2 separate regions of the Drosophila melanogaster genome follow, and region 2 is linked to region 1. Evidence: chromatin contacts called from public Hi-C data. All regions are on one chromosome and are shown on one strand. The core of a region is the stretch at or near the end of the contact, and the rest is flanking DNA. Distances in the headings are between cores, read along the strand shown.

Region 1 (3,920 bases), core at 377-2,876:
TGCATTTCGTTGAGTGGCCTGCCGGATTTGCTCGTTGGCGTCCTTGACGTTTTCCGTGGTGCCCACGACGGCACTAACTATCCTGTCGATATTGTGCTGTTGCATGGCGACCTACAAAAGGGAAAGGGAAATTTAAGAGGATTAAATGAGATTAGGACGTGGATCTATCTGGATCTAGTTAATAATTAATTGCATGCTAATAAGAGCCCGGCTTATACATCCATTGTAATCGCGAAGGATGTGGATTTTAGCGAAGCCAATTAATATTTTTAATTGAAGGATTAAGTCGACAAACATATGGGCAGCCACTTAAACCCACTAAGTATTCTTGGCAATATGGAGCAATATGTTCTCACCAAAATTAAACTAAAGATATCGTTGTTAAGAACAGCAAGGATTCCTTGGGACTTGTGTTATCATGCCATCTTACCTTTTCGGTGAAAATGTCCTGCAGTTGGGCAATGTCTACCACGTTCTTTTCGATCTGCTCCACCTCCTCGGAGACGCCCTGCAGAAAGTTGTAGATGTGTACGTTCTCCGCCTCGAAGAGCTGCACATCCTCGGCGCTTAGGGGATCGTCATCGTCGGCCTCCTGCTGCTGCTGGAGCTCCTCATCCAGAGCCATCTTGGAGGATGAGTTGTTCAGATCCGATCTGTTGGCTTTGCTTCGTTTGCGCGTACGCGGTTTGTGTTGATTGGCCTGATTGGCTTCCTTGCCCTTCTCGCCATCGTGATCGTCCACCTCGTCGCCTTCCTCGTCTTCATCCCAGTCGCCCCAGGCGTCGTTATTCCAGTCATTGTCGGCGGACTCGTCGTGGTTGCCATTTGCTTGTGAAGATGACTTCGTGGCTTCGCTGTCATCGTTGCTGACCTGGCGCCTGCCCAGCTTGCCACTGTTGCTGCCCGCCGGACGCACTGGTATCTTCTTTTTGTCCGCCGCCAGCTTGAGCAGCCTATAGGTTTCCAGTTCGTGTTGCACACGGTACTTCTTTTGGTCCAGATAGATCTGTTCCACGCTGTGCAAATAGCTGACCAGCAGGTCCAGCACGGCGTCGATGTGCTGACGCTCCTGCGGCTTCCGCTTGGCGCTCTTCCAATCGCTGCGCATCTTGGCCAGGTGCTGCGTGTAAAAGGTGACGAACTTCTCCGACTCGCGATCAATCAGATCCCGCTGCGCGTCGGTCATGTGTGCGGCGGACTTGAGGTGCTGGCCAATGCGCATGTAGGCGGTGCGGTTCTCGATCAGCACATTGCGCAGCGAAGTGATCTTGTTGCACACCTCCTTGGCCTGCTTGGCGAAGTCATCCTTTGGGCCAATTGGTCCAGTTTTTGTCGGCACTGTGGCGGGCTTGGCCTTTCCGGCCAGCTCGGCCTTGCGCTGCAGGCGCACCGTCATTACGCTGGCCTTGAAGCTCTGGGTGATGTCCATAGCTATTTGCTATAACTAAGTTTGAAATATTTAACTTTTAAATCCACATCATCGGTCCAACACAATGTGGCCGTTCGTTTAACCGTTTGCAGTGTGACCTTATGATGACCGTTAATATATACCAGTTAGCTAATACTAAAAATAGCTAAATGTTATCGATAAGCATTTCAGTGTTGGCTAATGAATTTTCACCCCCACACTTATAGGTGATTTTTCGCCCAACGGTGTACGGTCACACCATTGGCAGAGCACAAACAAAATACGTACTTTTCTGCTTCCAAAGTGTCGAAAAATCGCAGCGCAGTGAAGTCCAGTGTCCGATGTAAATGGTTAAGTAAAGTGAGTAACAAAGGCCGACACAGAAGCCGCATTATTTGCGCAGTTAGCCGACCATTTGGTAGTGTGCGTGAGTGGCTCCGTCGCAGTGCGTTGGTGTGCGTGTGTGAGCAACCAGTTTCCTTGGATTCCTCATAATCTCCATGTGTGTATATGTAACAAAAACAATAACAATTTAACCAGGCGAATGCAAAACACTCGCAAAGTTGGCCAATACCGGATGAACCTCATCATCATCATCATCTTCCACATATTCATGAGCATGGTCGGCAGTCGAAGCCCCTGAATTCCGATAGCAGCCATTCAGCTCGATTTATTAATAATAATTGCCCATTTGCTCGGAATGTATACACATTTCAGTGACTTCAATTGTTCGTCGTCATTTCACCTTGAATTGCGGGCAAGGTAAGCGTCCAAAAGTCGCTATGGATATCGTTGCGCTTCATTTACCGTATTTACCATATACTCTATAAGAAAGTCGCTCTAAATTCCGGGTGAGCCATGTGCTTTGGGTTTTTTGGTGGATCCAATAGTTACACGTCGACAAGAGAAACAATGGCTTATCTTCTTTGGGAAGGATCCCGAGATAAGCTTGTACATAGTGAGAAATTTTAAGTACTGATAACGAATTTTGAACATTTCATTTGAAAAGTGCATATCGGAAGAATATACACAGATTTAGATTTTTTTTTTTTTTTTGCTATGTAGCTTCATTATAAGATGATTGTCCAAACCAATGGAATATACATACATAAAGTGCCCTACTATTTCGGATGACTAATAATGCATGTAACCGCATCTAGGCTGCTGCCAACAATTTCCCTAATTAATTCTTAAACAACATAACAAACAATAGATGCAATGCAAGACCTTTAAACTGATTAATCGTCAATTTTGATCCACTCACACTTAAGCAACACCGCCGTTTATTTTCTATTATTAATTGCTGCTCGCCAGCGATCAAAGTTTCGCATTCGCGGCTCTCTCCCTTGGTTTTTTTTTTGCTTTTAGTTTTCGCTTTTGTCTGGTTTGTGCAACATCAGCGATCGGCGGGGGAATCACAGTCGCTGGTCTGTTGGTAGATCCATTCGCTATGGATCCCTCAATTTATTACACAATTTTGGGGGCCAGACTGTCAGTAGTCTTTTATCTATCGCGCTCTCCATCGAGCACGTTCGCTTGAACTTTGTTTCGCGTGGGGGAAAGTCGATTCCTTTCTTTCGGGTTGTAGATAAGCAATTAACTACCTTATAGATCTGATAAGCTCTGGCATAGAACACTCTTTTATTTGTAGGAAGTTTGTGCGTATTAACAATAAACATCGAATTGTGTTTCATAAATGCTCACTTCTAATATTATATGGATAATAACAATTTATGAGCTTTATTAAATCAATGTGTAAATTCTAAAACAAATTATTTTCTCTTCAGAACACTGAAAGTGAACTCATCTAAAATCGAAATGAAGTGATGTTTTCTCTTAGCAGCAGTGACTCAGAACCGAAATCTACTCTATGCGAATGTGGTCTCTCGCTGACTAAAGCTAATTATACTATTCGGCTGCACCTCAGCCCATCGTAGCAACGGCTTCCAGTTGCGGCAGGTACGGAGGCAGGGTGTCTAGTCCGCCGGCCACTCGATCAAAGCTGAGGGCATGACGCGGTGAGGTCATCAGCTGACGTACTCCGAAGGCCACGTCCTCACAGCTGCTCCGCTCGCTCGGCTCCAGCTGCCAGCAGTTGAGCAGCAGCTGGTAGAGATCCCCGTAGACGTAGGCTGGCTGCGCCGGACGCACTGCAGCCCGAATGGCCTCTAGAAGCTGTTGGTTACTTGCCACTGCATTGGCATAGGGAGTACCGCCAAGGGCACAGCATTCCCACGCCACGCAGGCCAGGGACCAGACATCAGAACGGGTGGAATGGTGATGCTGATGGCGCAGCACCTCCGGGGCCAGCCACCGGTTGTGGTCTGGCTGCTGGCGAGCAATGTTCATGTAGGGCAGCGGTCCAAAGACGCTCAGTTTTAGCTTGAAATCGCTGGTAACGAAGACGCTGTGCGAGCAGAGCTGTCGATGCACCACCTGGCAGCTGGATAGATAATTCATGGCACTGGCAAGCTCGTAGATCCACTGCAGCACTAGCTGCTCAGAGAGGGAA
Region 2 (3,920 bases), core at 614-3,113, 220 kb after region 1:
GGCTTCACCTCCGCCGTCTCGCTGATCATCCTCACCTCGCAGATCCAAAGTGTGCTGGGCATCACGGCCAAGGGCAACACCTTCGTGGAGATCTGGACGCAAGTCTTCCACAACATCGAGCACACAAGGGCAGGAGACACGGTACTAGGGCTAACCTGCATTGTCATCCTGCTGTTGATGCGCAGTCTGTCTTCCTGTCGAATTGGACCAGTCGACGAGAAGGAATGCTCATCCTTCCAGCGGGCTGTGAACAAGATCCTTTGGATCGTGGGTACTGCTCGAAATGCCATTCTGGTGGTCGTTTGCTGCATCATGGGCTATATGCTCCACACCGAGGAGCACGGAGCTCCGTTTCGAGTGGTGGGAGAGATACCACCCGGGCTCCCCAGCATCCAGTTGCCACCCACATCGTTGACTGCCAATGAAACCAGCAATGGAGTGGCCGAGGGATTCGTGGAAATGGTTCACAGCATGGGTTCCGGCTTGGTGGTGATTCCCTTGATCTCGCTCATGGAAAACATAGCCATCTGCAAAGCGTTTGGTGAGTCTTAAGCTCTATCTTTCCCTATATGGTTCCCTATAATAATAGTTGATCCTTTCAGCCAATGGCAAGCCAGTGGATGCCTCGCAGGAATTGATTGCCATTGGAACGGCCAACATCTTCAACTCTTTTGTCCAAGCCTTTCCGGGCACTGGAGCCCTTAGTCGTGGAGCAGTCAATAATGCCAGTGGTGTCCGTACTCCCCTGAGCAATATTTACTCCGGTGGCCTGGTCATGATTGCCCTGCTCTTCCTCACGCCCTACTTCTACTTCATTCCACGCCCTACCCTGGCAGCCATCATTATATCCGCCGTGGTCTTCATGATTGAAGTAAAGGTGGTCAAGCCCATGTGGAGATCGAAGAGTAAGTCATACAAAATATGGAGATAGTGGTCATTTGTTCATCTCACTTTAATAACCCATTAGAAAGTGATCTGGTGCCTGGAGTTGGAACCTTTGTGGCCTGCCTTGTCTTGCCGCTGGAGTGGGGCATCCTCATTGGAGTGGGACTCAATGTCATCTTTATCCTCTACCATGCTGCGCGTCCCAAGCTGAGCACCGAGCTACTGACCACACAGTCGGGTGTGGAGTACTCAATGATCACGCCAGATCGATGCCTGATCTTCCCGTCTGTGGATTATGTGAGGAATCTGGTCAACAAGCAGTCCATTAGGCAAAATGTCCCAGTGGTCATAGATGCGTCGCATGTCTACGGGGCTGACTTCACAACGGCCACGGTTATAGACTCGCTGATCAGTGATTTCAATCAGCGAGGACAACTGCTCTTCTTCTACAACCTCAAACCGAGTATCTGCTCCATTTTCGAGCACGTGTCGGCGGCCCAGTTCGTGGTCTACTACCAGGAGCAGCAGTTGGATGAGCTGCTCAAGGAGCGCAACTATGTGCAGAAGCGGCTCGAGACGGCCTAACTGGCTTATTCTCCTCAACACGTGATACAAATAATTTAGCCTAAGTGTTTGCTTTAATTATTTATGGCGTTGTAAATAGATTGTAAACTAATTGTGTAGTATTATCCAGAGCACACAACTATTAGAAATTGTAAGGTGAACAAATAAGTGTATTTCTTAATTACGTAATAATAACAAACAAAAATAATTTATCTTGTTTATTTCATGAAAGAGTAAAAGTCAGTGAGATTGGTTAACTCAAATCAATTAAAACTATTATTCAGTTTTGTTTATCAGATATATTTGATTTTGAATTTAAATACTTGGGCAATATACAACACTTGATAATGGCGCTATACAGCACTCTTAAGCTATCGATAAAAGCTATAGATAGACCGATATATTCAGTGCTGTTAGCCGTCCCTACTCAACACTGAAACATTTCTCACGTGTAAAGTTGAGCAGTTTGTTTTCCTCTTTTTTCCGCTTAATTTAACTTAAAATGAAACGCCTGAGCGACGAACGTGCCAAGATCTTGTTCGAGCACCTGTCCAAATAGTGAGTACCCAAAACAGATCATCGCAATGCAGCTAACAAGTGCTCTTACAGCATTGGCACAAATGTGAAGCATTTGATTGACCGGCCAGATGGAACATATTGCTTTCGGGAGCACAAGGATCGGGTCTACTACGTCTCGGAGCGGATTTTGAAGCTGAGCGAGTGCTTCGGCTACAAGCAGCTGGTGTGCGTGGGCACCTGCTTCGGCAAGTTCTCCAAGACCAACAAACTGAAGTTCCATATCACGGCCCTCTACTACTTGGCGCCCTACGCCCAGTACAAGGTGTGGGTGAAGCCCTCCTTCGAGCAGCAGTTTCTCTACGGCAACCACATACCCAAAACAGGACTGGGTCGCATCACGGAGAACGCCGGCCAGTACCAGGGCGTGGTGGTCTACTCCATGAACGACCTGCCTCTGGGCTTCGGCGTACTGGCGCGTTCCACAACGGACTGCAAGACCGCCGATCCCATGACCACCGTATGCTTTCATCAGTCGGATATCGGCGAATATATTCGCGCCGAGGACACGCTCTTTTAGATCCATAGATGCTAAGTTTTTACATGTTTTGTAGCAATAACCATGTTTAGGTAAATAATAAGTATGCTGAAAAACGGATAAACTGCTTTTGATTTTATATTTTTAATGTTAATACTGATAATAATAATAATTGATAATAAAACTTACACTACATTTCATAAATTATTATTAAAAAAAAAAATTTTAAATAGTGAGCCAATATTTTGTGGTATATTTTATGCAAGGTATTTTTTGAGTTTGAAATAGTATATACCCGCATTTTCAATGCCAATGGTATTTTGTACCGAAACGGTCACACGCAACACTGCAATTTCTGGACGCGATTTCGTGGGAATCTTCGATGGAAATGCGTCTGAATGCGGCTTCCATATGGCTGTTAATACTGTCGTATGGAGCAACTATTGGTAATAATCAGGACGAAAACAAAGTGGAGCTTCCAGTAGCGACCGGCGTCGAAAACCCGCACGCCCACTTTTTAATATAGGCCAAATAACCTGAGTCATCTAACCCGAACTTTCTTTGTCCACAGCTCAAGGAGAAAGAACCCGCGATAAGATGTACGAGCCCATTGGAGGAGCTAGCTGTTTCCGACGGCTGAATGGCACCCATCAGACAGGCTGTTCCTGTGAGTCCATTGAGAATATACCTTGAAATCCTCTATAATTCTTTCTTTTCAGCAACCTACTCCGGTTCCGTGGGCGTACTACATCTAATAAACGTCGAGGCCGACCTGGAATTTCTTCTTAGCAGCCCACCATCTCCACCTTACGCCCCCATGATACCACCTCACCTGTTCACACGTAACAACCTGATGCGCCTAAAGGAAGCCGGACCAAAGAACATTTCTGTGGTGCTGCTGATCAACCGCACGAACCAGATGAAGCAGTTCTCGCACGAACTCAACTGCCCCAATCAGTACAGCGGCCTGAACAGCACCAGTGAGACCTGCGACGCCAGCAATCCAGCCAAAAACTGGAATCCCTGGGGCACTGGACTTCTGCACGAGGACTTTCCCTTTCCTATCTATTACATAGCCGATTTGGATCAGGTCACCAAGCTAGAGAAGTGCTTTCAGGACTTTAACAACCATAACTACGAGACGCACGCGCTGCGTAGCTTGTGCGCCGTCGAGGTCAAGTCCTTTATGTCCGCCGCTGTCAACACCGAGGTCTGTATGCGCCGCACCAACTTCATCAATAATCTTGGAGGAAGCAAGTACTGCGATCCGCTCGAGGGACGGAATGTTTACGCCACCTTGTACCCCCGAAAGCCAGCAATCGAAAACAACTTGGAGACAGTCCATACGAATGAAAAGTTCATATTAGTAACCTGTCGCCTGGACACCACCACCATGTTCGATGGCGTCGGTGAGTTC

The links. A called contact is a pair of places that touch in the nucleus more often than the background predicts.
Region 2: a contact with region 1 is called in a Hi-C map of the Kc167 cell line, with 3 times the contacts expected there. A contact is called at or near these places in 8 of 107 Hi-C or Micro-C datasets (the D17-c3 cell line, the Kc167 cell line, the S2 cell line and 3 more) and 1 of 7 datasets of targeted methods (the Kc167 cell line).

What each region holds. Positions count from the first base shown.
Region 1 is chr3R:24,624,045-24,627,964 of dm6, forward strand. It overlaps atl (atlastin), which reads left to right and starts at 1,627. Exons shown (of 5, transcript NM_143017.3): 1 at 1,627-1,768. Syx18 (Syntaxin 18) reads right to left here and starts at 1,518. Exons shown (of 2, transcript NM_079761.4): 1 at 431-1,518; 2 at 1-111. The coding sequence starts at 1,429. Wsck (wsck) reads right to left here. Exons shown (of 3, transcript NM_170155.2): 3 at 3,022-3,920. The coding sequence ends at 3,332.
Region 2 is chr3R:24,848,764-24,852,683 of dm6, forward strand. CG7006 reads left to right here and starts at 1,864. Exons shown (of 2, transcript NM_143039.3): 1 at 1,864-2,007; 2 at 2,059-2,622. The coding sequence starts at 1,952. The coding sequence ends at 2,545. Esp (Epidermal stripes and patches) reads left to right here. Exons shown (of 6, transcript NM_001202353.2): 4 at 1-541; 5 at 603-905; 6 at 968-1,649. The coding sequence ends at 1,470. Nct (Nicastrin) reads left to right here and starts at 2,838. Exons shown (of 7, transcript NM_001276003.1): 1 at 2,838-2,949; 2 at 3,075-3,170; 3 at 3,223-3,912. The coding sequence starts at 2,886.